Linked DNA regions of Zea mays: region 2 is linked to region 1. A link is a contact called in public Hi-C data. All regions are on one chromosome and are shown on one strand. The core of a region is the stretch at or near the end of the contact, and the rest is flanking DNA. Distances in the headings are between cores, read along the strand shown.

The links. A called contact is a pair of places that touch in the nucleus more often than the background predicts.
Region 2: a contact with region 1 is called in a Hi-C map of leaf, with 5 times the contacts expected there. The contact joins the promoter of LOC100280831 here to the promoter of LOC103641534 in region 1. A contact is called at or near these places in 5 of 25 Hi-C or Micro-C datasets (ear, endosperm, leaf and 1 more) and 1 of 3 datasets of contacts at active chromatin or transcription factors (leaf).

Annotation. Positions count from the first base shown.
Region 1 is chr10:106,499,416-106,507,128 of Zm-B73-REFERENCE-NAM-5.0, reverse strand. It overlaps LOC103641534 (Protein RAE1), which reads left to right and starts at 3,728. Exons shown (of 18, transcript XR_004853257.1): 1 at 3,728-4,089; 2 at 6,024-6,167; 3 at 6,292-6,408; 4 at 6,481-6,565.
Region 2 is chr10:106,852,918-106,860,630 of Zm-B73-REFERENCE-NAM-5.0, reverse strand. LOC100280831 (nucleus protein) reads right to left here and starts at 2,905. Exons shown (of 3, transcript NM_001153751.2): 1 at 2,502-2,905. The coding sequence starts at 2,679.

The DNA of each region.
Region 1 (7,713 bases), core at 2,479-4,978:
TGAACCCAACAAACCCTAAAATAGAGTTCTAAAATTTGAAATAGAATGTTTAGGGTTTCAAAAGAAATGTTTACTCCAACTGTCAGACCTTAAATGATGCTATTTAGAAAATAAATCATGTTATTAGAAAATAAATGATTGAAGATAAGTGAAATAAGGATAGAGTTTCAGTATATGAGGTACTATACTTAGGATCTGAGAGACCAAACCTTATAATCGTTTGATAAAATTTTATAAAATAAAGTCTAAAGTTTTATGGTTTTTTTAAACTCAATATTTGAGATGCTCTCAAGAAGCAACCGAATTTTACTGCAGTCCACACTCGCCACTTCGGCCGGTATACGTACGACAGAAATGAATACATTCACTAATCTCAAGAGATATCTATCCAATTTCTCTAGCATGCCGTGAGAATGTCAGATACAGGAATGAAGTAGAGCTCGACCATTAGAAACATGGAGAAATATACCAGATCTTCAACTAGCAGGACCACGTCAAGTTGTACTTGTACAGGGACAGGATGATGCAGGAAATATGGTCGGACTGCAAGTTGCACACGGATATGAAGGTTCTGTTTGGTTTGTCTCCAACTATGCACATTTTATAAAAAATTAGTTGTTTCAATTGAAAAACTAACTTTAAACATAAAAATTAGATTCGTTTACAACGAAATAAGCATAACAAGGTCACTAGAACAAAGTGGTGGAAGCTTAAAGGGGATGTGGCCCAAACTTTCAAGAAGAGAGTTATCGAGGAGGGCCCTTGGGCAGGAGAGGAAGACGCAAATATCATGTGGAGGAAGATGGCGACATGCATCCGAAAGATAGCTTCAGAAGAGTTTGGGTTGAGTCAAGGGAACAGAAGGGAAGTTAAAGACACTTGGTGGTGGAACGAAGATGTCCAAAAGGCTATCAAGGAGAAGAAAGATTGCTACAAACGCTTACATCATGACAAGTGTGCAGAAAACATAGAGAAGTACAGGATAGCGAAGAAGTCTGCAAAGCGAGCGGTTAGTAGAGCCCGGGGTCAAGCCTATGACGACCTTTATCAACGGCTGGACACAAAGCAGGGAGAAAAGGATATCTATAGGATGGCCAAGATTCGTGAAAGGAAGACAAGGGATGTCAACCAAGTCAAATGCATCAAGGACGAAGCAAACCAACTATTAGTGAAGAGTGAAGAGATCAAGAACAGATGGAAGGAGTACTTCAACAAATTGTTCAATGGAGGGAATGAGAGGGCTACAATAGAATTGGACGAACCATTCGATGACAACAACAGGGGTTTTGTACGAAGGATACAAGAATATGAAGTTAAGGAGGCGCTAAAAAGGATGAAGGTAGGAAAGGCGATGGGCCCTGATGGTATCCCTATCGAGGTATGGAGATGTCTTGGAGACATAGCGATAGTATGGCTGACTAAGCTTTTCAACACCATCTTTCGGGCAAACAGAATGCCCGACGAGTGGCGGCGGAGTACATTAGTACCAATCTTCAAGAACAAAGGAGATGTTCAAAGTTGTACTAATTACCGTGGAATTAAGCTCATGAGCCATACAATGAAGCTATGGGAGAGAGTCATTGAACACCGCCTGCGAAAGATGACGAGCGTGACCCAAAATCAGTTTGGTTTCATGCCCGGGAGATCAACTATGGAGGCCATTTTCTTACTAAGACAACTTATGGAGAGATTCAGAGAACAAAAGAAAGACCTGCATATGGTCTTCATAGACTTGGAGAAGGCTTATGACAAAGTACCTAGGAGTGTAATGTGGTGGGCCTTGGAAAAACACAAAGTAGCAACAAAGTACATTAATCTTATTAAAGATATGTACACTAATGTTGTGACAAGTGTCCGAACAAGTGATGGAGACACCGATGACTTTCCAATTAACATAGGACTACATCAAGGGTCGGCTTTGAGCCCTTATCTTTTCGCTTTGGTGATAGATGAGGTCACAAGGGACATACAAGGAGTTTTACCGTGGTGTATGCTTTTTGCCGATGATGTGGTACTTATTGAGGAGAGTAGGAGTGGTGTTTCTCAAAAGTTGGAATTGTGGAGGCAGACGCTGGAAGCAAAAGGTTTTAGGCTTAGTAGGTCTAAAACAGAGTATAGGAAGTGTGATTTCAGTGCCATGGGGTATGAGGATGGCGATGTTAGTCTTGATGGGCAAGTGGTACCCAAGAAAGACACTTTTCGTTACTTAGGATCAATACTTCAAAAGGAGGGAGACATCGATGAGGATGTCAGTCATAGAATTAAAGCCGGATGGTTGAAGTGGCGACAAGCTGCAGGTGTCTTATGCGACCACCGGGTGCCACGCAAACTAAAAGGCAAATTCTACAGGACAACAATCCGGCCGGCTATGTTGTATGGAGCAGAATGTTGGCCCACTAAAAGACGACATGTCCAACAACTAAGTGTGGCAGAGATGCGTATGTTGCGCTGGATATGTGGCCACACAAGGAGAGATCGAGTCCGGAATGATGATATACGAGAGAGAGTAGGAGTGGCGCCAATTGAGGAGAAGCTTATGCAACATCGCTTGAGATGGTTTGGACATATCCAACGAAGACCTGAAGAGGCACCAGTGCATATCGGAATAATTAGGCGTCCCGAAAATGTGAAGAGAGGTAGAGGTCGACCAACTTTGACGTGGACAGAGGCTGTGAAGAGAGACCTGAAGGAGTGGAATATTGACAAAGAGCTCGCCGCAGATAGGAAGGGGTGGAAGTGTGCAATTCACGTGCCAGAACCCTGATTGATAGTTTCGCTTTTCCTCCTTAATCGTTTGACCTTTTCTTGTGTCCATTTTAGATCTTGCTGGTCCTTGTGGGTTTTATCTCTTTTATGTGTTTCCCCGTTTCGTTGTTTTCGGTTCTCCTTTGCCTTTGTTTTCCTTTTCTGTTCTTTGGGGGTTGAGCTCTGAGGTTTTCATACGGGGTTTCATCTCTAGCCTACCCCAACGTGCTTGGGACAAAAAGGCTTTGTTGTTGTTGTTGTTGTTGTTGAAACATAAAAATTAGATAAAACGTGACGAGTTAGGTAGCGAACCAAATAGACCCGAAATGCCACAATGGTACGACACAGATTCGAGCATGTTTAATTTGCTGCCTAACTTGCCATACTATACATAATTTTTCTATTAAAATTAGTTTTTCAATTTAGAAGACTAACCATATATAAAGTGTAGCACAGTTAGCCGTGAACTAAACAGAAATGCCGTCATAAGCCAATGGTGATGTGATTATAGAAGCGACTGTTGGAGCAAAAAAAAGTTTGATGTGTCCCTTTTTCATGCAAATCACGCCATATTTTGTTTTTAGGTCCTCATTTTAAGGAATTGTTTGATTTATAGGGACTAGTTTTTAATCCATCAATTTTATTCCATTTTAGTCCTTAAGTTGTAAATAATAAAACTAAAAATATAGTTTTAATGTATGTATTTATCAATTTAGAAACTAAAATGTAAAAAAATAAAGACACTAAAAATTAGTTCTAGAAATCAAACACTTATAAGGACTAATTTTTAGTTCCTTCATTTTATTGTATTTTAGTCTCTAGATTGATAAATACAGAAAATATTTTAGAGCTTCTAAATGAAATAAATTGGGAGGACACTATTTTTGGTTATATATTTGATAATTTAGTAACTAAAATGAAATAAAATTAAAGGATATTATTTTCGTTTTCGTATTTAGTAATTTAAAGAATACAATAAAATGAGTAAACAAAAATTAGTGCATAGAAAGCCAACACTCCCTCTCTCTCTCTCTTGGAGTTGCTGTGAAAATACGACCTATCGGGGACAGCTCGATCTCCCTCCCTTGGCTGGAGCCTGGAGCCGACGGAGCAGAACGACGGTTCCTTGCGGCGGCAGCGACCTCGAGCTGAGGGCGGCGAGAAGGCGGGAACAACTCGATCTCCCTTTGCTAGCTAGCTAGTCCCGATGGAGCCGAGGGTTCCTTGCGGCGACGGCGGCCCCGAACCTAGGGCCGCGAGAACGCATCGACGGGAGGGCGAGCGAAACCACGTCCTCGATGCGCGAATCCTGGAGCCTCAGCGACAGAGATCGAATCCAATCAGGTATCCTCCACTCACGTTCTTCTAACCTATCTCCTTGTATTTTTGTTCTTTATTTTCCTGCGGTCCTTCTAGCGCATCGATAGATCTAGTATGTCCATATCGATCTTCTGGACTTCTGGTAGTCCATTCAGATCCCGTGGAGGCACCAACCTCCTCGTATTGTCCTTAGGATGGAGATGATATCTTTGCTTCTTGCGTTCTGTACCTTAGATGTGTCATATCAGCTGGCTCACATATTTCAGGTATGAGTGAGAGCCTCCATTTCATAGGTGCTTTCATCATTTAATTATCTTTCTGCACATTCCAATTACTTGCTCAAAGAAATCTCGATAACTGAGCATCTGAAAGGAAATCTTGAATGACTGTTGATGAGTGTTCACCGAGCTGCAGGTTAAGATGCTTCTACAGAGAGGGATACCCAGGGTTAATTACTCCTATCAACATATATACATGCATGTGATGCCATCAACCATCCTCTTTAATTTCCCAAACTGAATTCTTTGGAGGCTGCATTCTTCAATTCCTAGCTACCTAGTAGATTCTTTATTCTTTTTTGAGTTAAATGCATCGATGACCCCAGAACTTGTCAAGGGATGCCATTTAGGTCCACGAACTTTGACAATGCATTTCTAGGTCTTGAACTTGTTAAGTGATATACCACACATCCCTAAACTTGTAAAAATGGTACATTACAGGTCTATTTTTGGAGCATACCAACCACTGTGGTGAGCCATTTAACAAGGTTAAGGACCTAGAAATGTATTTCAAAGTTCGTGGACCTAAGTGACATCCCTTGACAAGTCAGGGTCCGCTCATGCATTTAACTCTTCCTTTTCATAAAAGGCCAACCTAGCTCAGCTAATTTCTTTGTTTTGGGTAGATGACTGTTGTGTGCTGTGTCAAGTAGCCGGCAAAACGTTTCTAATGACCCTAGCTAACTAAAGTGAGACTGCTTACACACACGCGCGCGCACACATGCACGCACACGCGTGCACACACATGCACGCACACGTGCGTGCACACACCCACGCACGCGTGCGCGCCCACGCCCCGCACACGCCCGCAGCCCGCACGCACGCACGCACTATAGTATATTATATGTTCTAGACTGTGGGCTACAGATCAACCATGAAGTGAAAAACTTAAGCCAAAGAGGCCCAAGCTATTCCAGACCTTAGAAACCAGGAACGTGTCCACATTCCTTGTTCTGGAAACGTTCCTTCCGCTCCAGGAACATGGGAACAATCTCTTCCCCGTAGTGTTAAAATCTTATTTAAGTACCGTACCACGTTCCTGTTCCTCGACCCCATCGATCCGGGAACCTGGTTACTAAGTTCTAGATACAGCCCATGTCTCAGCTACCCAGTAATTCAATTCAGGTTCTGGTCATCCAGCACCTAGTCGTTCGACGACCAGAAAAGTAGTCGCCTTAATCAAGTCATACCCCCTAGTTGAGTTTGGACTACCGATTAGGACGACTAGTCGTGATTAATCACAAGTAGCCAGACGACTTGATAACACTGCTGAAGGCAATCACAAATGAATACATCCTATGGTTCTCTGGGTGCAAAAGGACTCCAGGAGTTGGTACTGGGTAGCTTGTTGTGGGTTGATTTTTCCTAAGTTTCTGTTGGTGCCTGTCGCTTTGCCTGTACTAGACTACTTTTCTTTGGCCTTGTGCCTCAGTCACAGCCACAGGTCATCTTGTTAGTTGTGGAAGGCTAGTTGCTCTGTCTAGTGTTTCCCTTTGGGAGAGGGGGGGGGGGTCTTCTTTCTTTGCACTATTGCCCTTTTCTCTCTCAAACTCTCTTAATGAAATGATGCACAATTCTCTTGCACGTTTGAGAAAAAACAGTTAATTAATATTGGTAGGTGTATTGTTTCAAATATGTTCATTTGGTAAAATTAACTTCTGCCTTTTCTGGCTTGATCAGGAACATCTTTCATCTATTAACTCAACGAGAGGTCTCACCTCGATTGAAACACCATGCTAAAAGAATGTGGAATGAGTCCCCAAAATATGATCCTGATTCAATTGAGTTAAGGTCTGCAGATGCTAAACTTGATATTTTTTCATGGTAAGGAAAGCCTTTTTTGAGATATTTAAGACCAGTCCATAATATATCGACTACTGAGTCACATGTGAGTCTGTTCACATCTTTCTTTTTTTTGGTTGGCTCGTTTAAACCTCACTGGGAACAGGGCAGAATCACAGTCCCTGCATAGCTGGTCTGCCAAGTATTGCCCTCTTTTGCCACCTCCTAGGTCAACTATTGCAGCTGCTTTCAGTCCAGATGGAAAAACACTTGCGTCCACACAGTAAGTTTATTGACTCACTGTATAACAAACTGAACTGAAAGACATCCTGACTAACTCAATCTGTTTTCTCAGTGGTGACCATACCGTGAAAATAATTGACTGCCAAACAGGGAAATGTTTGAAGGTTTTGACTGGACATCGACGCACTCCTTGGGTGGTATGTCCATCATACCGGCATATATTTTTTCTTGTGCATTTAGATTAGTATCATGTGCTTCAAGCTCTTGCAAAGAAAGGAATCTAGTTATACTGTGTACAGACCCAGTGCTGATGGCTCCCATATGAGTGGGGGTCTGAGGAAGGAATAACCGAGGCAAGCCTTAGGCTATCTCCAGCAGCTTACTCATCTCCATCTTGCATTTGAACTCCACTCTGTAAAGTGTAAACCATGTCGTCTATAGTGCAAACCAGTGTTTTGCACGGCCACATGCACGATCTGCTGGCCATAGCCTTACCCATGTATTTTGCAGAGACTGCACGATCTGCTGGCCATAGCCTTACCCCTGTATTTTGCAGAGACTGCACGATCTGCTGGCCATAGCCTTACCCCTGTATTTTGCAGAGACTGCGTCGAACCCAAGACCTTTGGCTTAGTGGGAAGGCAGCTTCTCACCACTGTGCCATACCTGTCCTTCGAATCTTGTTATAGTGTGGTTCAGTGGCGGATCCAGGATTGGATCAAAGGAGGGGCTGTAAGTTAAAGTATGTTTGGCAAAGCCACCAGCGGCCATCTTGGGGGTGAGTGCCATGACGACGTCCTCACAGGCCTGATGTACTAGTGTGTTGCAGCAGGTCTGCCATGGTGCTGCTTGCAGCAGGGACGAAGCCAGGATCCAAAATTAGGGGGGACCAAATTAGAATAAGGGGGCTGTTAGAAGCATTTTTTGCACTATTTACATGAGAATTAGCTAAAAACTAACATGTCCTACAGAATTAGGGGAGCATTAGGGGGGGCATTGCTCCCGTGTCCCCCCTGCCATCGCCCCTGGCTTGCAGCCTGCCCCTTGCGTTGGGTACATGCGCGCTGCTAACTGTTAGATGTGCATTGGCCGTGCGCGCTAGCTCATGACTATGTCCTGTGTGGTAGCGTGGATTTACACTGCTGAAGCATGGACTTGGTCCAGCGTGGATGCGCACGCTACCACCTAGCGTCACCTAGCGTGCTGGTGGCACAGATGGAGGCCAAATACATGCGCTGAATGCCACAATCAGAAAGAAGGTTGTGGTCTATCTTAGCTAACCTTTATAGGCTGTATTTATGTTATAATATACTCCCACATTCCAAAATAGTTGTCCTTTTAGCTC
Region 2 (7,713 bases), core at 1,656-4,155, 350 kb before region 1:
TGTCCCTACGTACCAAAGCTTGAAGGTGGTATTGTCCACTTCCTTCCCCTTCTGACCCTTCTATTCAGTCTCTTGGATGCATAAGATATTTACATGGCTCCTAATGGTTGCCTCCACTAACTCCCTTAACTTACCTGTAAGCAACCCTACATTCCAACTACCTAAACAAATTCTAGTTGGTTTGACTAGCTTCCTTAGCCTTCACACACATCGATGATATAAAGACACTTGCACATTTTTCACTACACCCGGACGCTGATGTAGTGCCACTAAGAAAGTAGCGATCCCATCATTGCTCACTTGACATCGTGCCTACATCGTGTCACAGCGCGTCATCAAGGGGTGTCGACCCGTCCCTTACACATTTAACACTATACCCAGGTTTCGATATGGTGCATCACTAAAAGGGTTATGCCCCCAACATATTTCTTTTGGGTTTCATCTCCATTAGAATGGCTAGGTTTAACGTTCGCTCGCCAAGCCTATCATAAACCTTCCTCCTTTACTAGCTCTTAGGACCTGTTATGTTTAGACAATATAGGCGAAGTTGGCGAGGATATAGATGCATTTTTACTTAAATAGCACTAACATGTATAAACGAGCTAAAATTATTTAACATAGAAAATTATGATATTTAAGGTTGATACTATTAAAAAAGCAACTAGTGTGCACCACTACTCAATAACTGAAATATGTAAAACACACATACTCAATACATACCCATCACAAGATGAAGGGGAAAACCGGAAAAGAAAAAAAAAGAGAAAGCATGAGTGGGCAATATGCTTGGTTGTTGGGGCCAGACATCCCATCTAAGATGCCCTAGTGCTATTTGGTCCTCCATGCAGGGAGCTTCCACCACCGCTCGTTCTTCTTCCAAATGACAATCCTATCTCCTCCCTCAATACAGCTTTGCCATAGCCATCAATTGCTTACCACCTATGACTATCTAACGCCACCCACTAGCAAAATGGGAAGCCCTTGCCCTCATCATCTTTTATCACATTGGGTAAGCACTCTTCTCATATCCTGGCCCACCTTGCATGCCCCCCTAGTTCCCCATCACCCTGCTACTATCGCATGAATACAAACAACGTATTGGGTTGAAGCATCAGGAAGTATTAGAAACATGTTGGTGATTAAATCCTTCTATTTTTTAAAACCACAATTTCATGGTAGTTCCCGATATGCATATCACAACATTTCGCAGTATCCTTCCATGTCGAATATGGGTACAACAGCCTACCTCACGTATCAGTGAAACCTAGATTTTCATCACTCTTAGCTCTTGCTCAAGGCAGATAGAGAAGGAAGAATAAATAGAGTTAAAGTATGTCCAAGTGCTCCAAGTGTTTACCATCTTTTATTTACTCATGGTTCTTTGATCCTCGTTGGTGCAAATGGACAAAACGCTTTGCAGCTAAAAAGAATTCTTAGTTTGTACGAGCAATGCTCGAGCCAAATGATCAATAAAAGTCAGGTCTCTTTTTCAGTCAACACACAAAAATAGAAATGTAACAAAGTAGTGCGGGCTCTAGCCGAGCTTGGCTCGAAGTGCCATTGTGTTGCCAGTCCTATTATTGATGTAATCCCTGATTGAATCATTCGGCTTGCTTGCGATGACATTTCAGGTTCAGTAATAGTAAAGTCTTGCTTCAAAAAGTAAAGTGATGATATGTTACAAATATCTAAGGTTCCATTCACAGTGCTCAAAACAATCTTAAAATTTTATTTCAATGTGTATCAAGATCTCCACAATATAATATTATTGACATTCATCTGTGTAGTGTGTACAAATTCTTCACAAAAAGTATGGAATAATAATCATGACGATGGCATTAATCTAATAGTTTCTGTGTGAACAGTCAAACAGCTACTCTGTAACGACAAATTTCGATGTGATGTGATCCTTCTGCTGTCCAAAAATGTAGAGTCCAGATCTGAAGACCTTTTTATTTACCAAACCACTTGGTGGCAAATGCCAATGGCCTACAAGCATGTATACATTCTAATCCAATAAATTGTTACTGCCTGTTTGGCGTGGCTCCCCATTCAACAGCAACTCCGCTGGAGCCACAGCCAGGGCAAGAGTAGAAGCCTCAAAAGGTAGCTCCTCCTCCATACACTAAAAGTGGCTACAGCTCCTGTTGTTTACATAAAAAATGGTTCCTCTTCTTCAGGTGCTTGAAGCAGCTGGCTCCTCTACTGAAGTCGTTGTTGCCGGATCCAGAGCCAGAGCCGCACCAAACAGGCCTTTAATCTATGATCCTGACAACTTAACTGAATAGGAGCAACCAACTTACCTCTATTTATTAGCACCAACACACAACCAATAATTTTCAACTAATTACCCACATAAACATGAATAACTGAGAAGAAACGCAGAAACGTGTGGTTCTCTAAAGACAAGCACGGCCACAATATGCGATTGTTGGATAATCATCTAACAGAACTCAGGAGGAGTATCCAGATCATGAAGGTGGGGCCCGGAGGGTGCTCACAATTGGGGCGGTCCGGGGGCATGGAGGATGCATCAGCGGACTGGAGCAGGTGGCGCAGGTGCTTCCACTGGCGGCCCCGGGACTGGCCCTTGGGATACTTGTCCGCCGTCTGCACCTTCTTGAACGGCAGCGTCGGCGCCAGCACCATCTCCATCCTCACCACCTCCGACTCCATCATCCTCTCTCTACTCCCCTGCGCCGTGCAGGATGGGGGTAACTGGTCCAGCCTTTCGGCGGATCCTCCGCCTGGAGGTTAAGGGTTCAAGGCGATGCGGGTTTACCGAGAGGGACGGTTCGACGCAACGGGGGATGGAAGGCAAGAGAGAGGAGGCCGGCGGCGGCGAGGTTTTTCCCGGTCGTGACAGAGAACGGCGGAGTGAAAGGTGGCCTTAGATAGGGAGAAATGACTTCCGTAGTAGGCCCATTCTGATTGCTGATTTGATAACCAGCGATTCTATCATACCTGGTCACTAAACTGGCTCTCAATGTTAACCCGATCAAATGTTATCTTTTTTTTTCTTTTTATATTGAAAAATAATTGAAATTTACTCCCTCGGTCCTAAAATATAAGTCATTATAATATTTTTCGAAAGTCAAAGTATTTAAAGTTTGACCAAAAGTATAGCGAAAATCATAAAGATTTATGACACAGAATAGATATATCATGAAAATATATTTAATGGAGAATTTAATGATATACATTTAATATTGTAAATGTTATTACTTCATTGTAAATTTGGTCAAATTTGAAAAAACTTTGATTCTCTAATAATCTTAGAATGACTTATATTTTAGGACAAAAGAAGTATATCCTAACTTCAAAATTTTACGCTGATGGATACTTGTCGTCCTATGACAAGCAGCAGGCGCGAGTCGTGCGCGGAGGTAGGCACCTAACGTCCGGCAACCTCTTTACGTCACTCTCTATTTCAAACTCTATAAACAGTATAACATATAATGTAAAAATAGTGTTTTGCATGGCTATATGTACGCTCTGTTGAGCATGACCTTACAATCTTTATCTATATCTTTGGTGTTTCATTTTTAAGTTAAATTATATCAAGATAGCAATATTGTCAAATGTAGTTTAAGTTATGACAGTGAGGTAGTTGTACACATCAAGGGGTCAATAATAAAAACTAGTTTAAGTTAGAATGAATAATTGTAATGTTATATATAGCATACATAAGAGCATCTTCAACAAGGAGCTCTAAAATAGAGCCTAAAACTAAAATAGGACCATATTTAAATTGTTTAGGACCTCAAAATAAGTTGTTACTCTAATAGTTAGACCTTAAATAATGCAATTTAGGAAATAAGTCACGTTATTTGGAAATAAATAGTGGTAGATTAAGAGAAAAGGAGGACAGGGCTCCAATATATGGGATACTATATTTAGGACTCGAAAAATCAAGCTATATAATCGTTTGATGAATTTTTATAAAATAGGGTTACTGTTAGAGTATGTTTTATAGTCCCGAGTCCTATATTTCAAAATACAACCTTATTTAGGATCCCTTTTGGAGATGCTATAACGGATGATGTAACCATCCCTTGAGCGTCGAGACCTCTTTGACATGCATTGTGTGTTGATGTGGTCCTAGAAGTAGGTGTGATGGTATGGGGACCGCACCACTCTCTCGCTGCTTGTAACACCCTGAATTTAGGGGTATAAAATTTCTTCTCTAAATGCCTACCAAATTCAGGTGTTATCTCTTGTCTCTCTCTAGACTTCCTCTCTCTTTCTTTTAATTAGAGTTAAGTCAATTAGGTGAGGGGTTAAATATTTATTTTATCAAAACCTATGTGAGTAATGAAATGATGCATCACGCTATTCTTTTGTTTAATGCACATGTTTGAATTAGTTTGAATTTGGTTTGAATTTGATTTGGATGCTATTCTTTTGTTTAATGCACATGTTTGAATTAGTTTGAATTTGGTTTGAATTTGATTTGAAATCCAAAGAGAAAATAAAAAGAAAAAGCCTTTAGAAATTTGGAGGAAAACACATTTCTGCCTAGCTAGCCCAGACAGGCCGCACGCGCCCGCGTGGGTCCCACCTGTCAGTGATGGCCCGCGTCAGCGCACGCGCTCTCTCTCTCCCTCCCGTTGCCCGGTGGGGCCGGCTTGTCGGCGCCGGTTCTTTCACGCACGCGCTCACTCCTTCTCTCTGCCTGGCAGGCCCGCTCTGTCAGCGTTGACCGTCTGTTCTCGTACGCGCCCTCGCTAGCTCACGGCCCCACCTGCCAGTCACCTCCCCTTCCCTAACCTCTCGTCTGCGCTCTCCGTCGTGGATGCGCCCTCGTCGTGCTTTCCTGGCCACTCCCCCCACGCGCCCGACCTCTTTCTGGAGCCCGCACCCACTCGCTCACTCCCCTCGCTCAGTTGTGCCCCCACCAGACCCCTCGCTCCTCTCTCTCGCAACACGCCCACGCCTGTGGAGCTCTGTTGTGGTCCGCCGTCCGTTTCGTGGCCGTTGTCGAGCCCCTGTCGCGTCCGTTGCCCCGATGAGCTCCGCCTCCTCACCAGCAACATGAGACACCCTCTGGTTTGCCTCTAGCCCCTCTATTTCTCTCGGTTCGCGCTCATTGGACCTTTACTGTGCAGCCGAAGGCCGCCGCCGTTGACCCGAGGCTTCGTTGTGTCCCTGCCGCCGTTCAAGCGCCCCAGAGTCCTCTCTCAAGGTAACCCAGCTCCCCATACAATCACGTAAGAATTGTTAACAGGCCAAACTTCAGCCTCTCACTTTCTGATTTAGTTAATATTCTAGCCGAAGCCAGAAGCGTAGGCAACGGGTTCATTACTCAAATCTAGGCTAAGGGTGGTCGAGAGGCTGCCGGAGACGAAGCTCGAGCTTTACTTGGCAAAGTACGGCAATTTTCTTTACTTTCATGTCTTTATTTCAGATTTTTCCTTATTACGTTTCTCAATACCTTTGCCTTGTTGTTTTTAGGGTGAAGTTGGCAAAGTTTGATGAGCCGAAGCTCACGCTAAAGCTCTAAAGGAAGCTTCGGAAGCTTTTCTTTGTTCTGCTAATGTCTGCAAAAACACTTTTGGAGTTTCTTTGTACAAGAAAATGTACTATTTGACAAGGAATTGTAATTGAATGTATTTTTTTGTAAATATTGTAAATATTTGTGGATGTTTCGTAATGTTGCTTTACCTTTTATCCCAATGTTGTTTGCTTTGTTGTGGACGAAACCGATGCTCCCAGCTTTTTGAGACGAAGACGAAAAACACCTTCCCTTATTTTCGTTCACATCGAAGCACCTTCGGATTGATGTCAATGAATGGTCTTTTCATACATAACGAAGCATCTTCGCGCTGAGGGCAAAAAACCTTTATTTTCCTGTTAAGCGTCTCCGTTTATAACGAAGCATCTTTTTGCTAAAAGTAGAAACCTTCTCTTCTTCCTTGTTAGTGCCTTATGCGATGTGTCATGATGCGATGAAGCTACAGATGTCTAATGTATGTTCGTATGAATGCAAAAGATGATGTGATGATGTATGCAAATGTATGTCGAAGATGAAAAACTCACGCGAATACACACCCAGACTCTGCATCCCCTTAGGAACGACTTTGGAGTCTCTTCACCTTTTACTTAGGTGGTATTTCAGCTCTGCATCCCCTTAGGAACGATTTTGGAGCTAAGCTCTGCATCTCCTTAGGAACGACTTTGGAGCTTTTTCACCTCTGACTTAGGTGGCATTTTAGCTCTGCATCCCATTAGGAACGACTTTGGAGCTTCTTCACCTTTCACTTAGGTGGCATTTTAGCTCTGCATCCCCTTAGGAACGACTTTGGAGCATCTTCATGTTTCACTTAGGTGGCATTTTAGCTCTGCATCCCCTTAGGAACGACTTTGGAGCATCTTCACCTTTCACTTAGGTGGCATTTTAGCTCTGCATCCCCTTAGGGACGACTTTGGAGCTTTTTCATTTTTTTTACACTCGATGGTGTAATCTCAGATCTTTACATTTTACATGTGGGGGAAGCTGGACCTTGTATTGCACAGGGCTGCACAAGAAAAAAATGAAAATTACAACCTATGGCCCCATTAAAAACCTTTCTCCCCTCTTGAAAGGAAAAGGGTGTCATAGGGAAAAGAAGGAAAAATACACAGTTTACACATAATATCTTCGAAGCTCTTCTACATTCCAAGATCTTAGGACATCATTTCCATCCATGTCCTTCAACCTGTATGATCCTGGTATTGACGAGAACACTACCAAGAAGGGACCTTCCACTTAAGTTGTAGCTTCCCCACTGTGTCTGGGTTGGTTATTCTTCGAAGCACCAAATGTCCTGGCTTAATATTCTTTAGCCTTACTTTTCTGTCTCGCCACTTGACTGCTTCGGCTTGATATTTATTGATGTGGTCTATTGCCTGAAGTCTGACCCCTTCTATAGTGTCTTTCGTTATTTTGGAAGCATCTTCGTCTTCTGCCGAAGCTAGAGTCCTTATTGCTCATGTTCTTGCTCCTTCCAGCGTTATTGCTTCATCCCCGAATAAAAGATTGAACGGAGTGAACCCTGTTGATCGTGAGACAAAAGTGTTATGATTCCATACCATTTTTACCAATTCCTCTAGCCACTTTCCTTTTGGCAGATTGAAGATTGATTTCATTATTCCTGTGATGATGATACTGTTAGCTCGCTCTACCAATCCATTAGAATATGTATGTCTCACAGATGCAAAGTGTATCTTTGTGCCGATTTGGTAAAAAAAGTTTTAAATGTTTCAGCATCAAATTGGGTTCCATTATCAACCATGATAGCCTTCGGCACACCAAATCGACAAATGATGCACTGCCAGAAGAATTTTTGAACTGTGACCAAAGTGATCGTAGCTAGGGGTTTAGCTTTGATCCACTTTGAAAAGTACTCCACTGCTACCACAACATATCTCAAGTTCCCTTGCGTTGGTGGAAGTGGGCCTAGTAGGTCTAAGCCCCACCTTTGTAGTGGCCAAGTGGGTTGAATCAGTTGAGTTAGAGATGAAGGTTGCTTTTGATCTCTAGCGCACTTCTGGCAGTTTTCACATTTTTTAACTAGATCCGTTGCGTCCAAAGCTGCCTTCGGCCAATAAAATCCTTGTCTGAAAACCTTTCGAAGGAGAGGCCTGGATCCGATATGAGCTATGCATATCCCTACGTGTATATCTTTCATTAGCTCCTGACCTTCGGCTCTAGAGAGACATTTCAATAGTGGA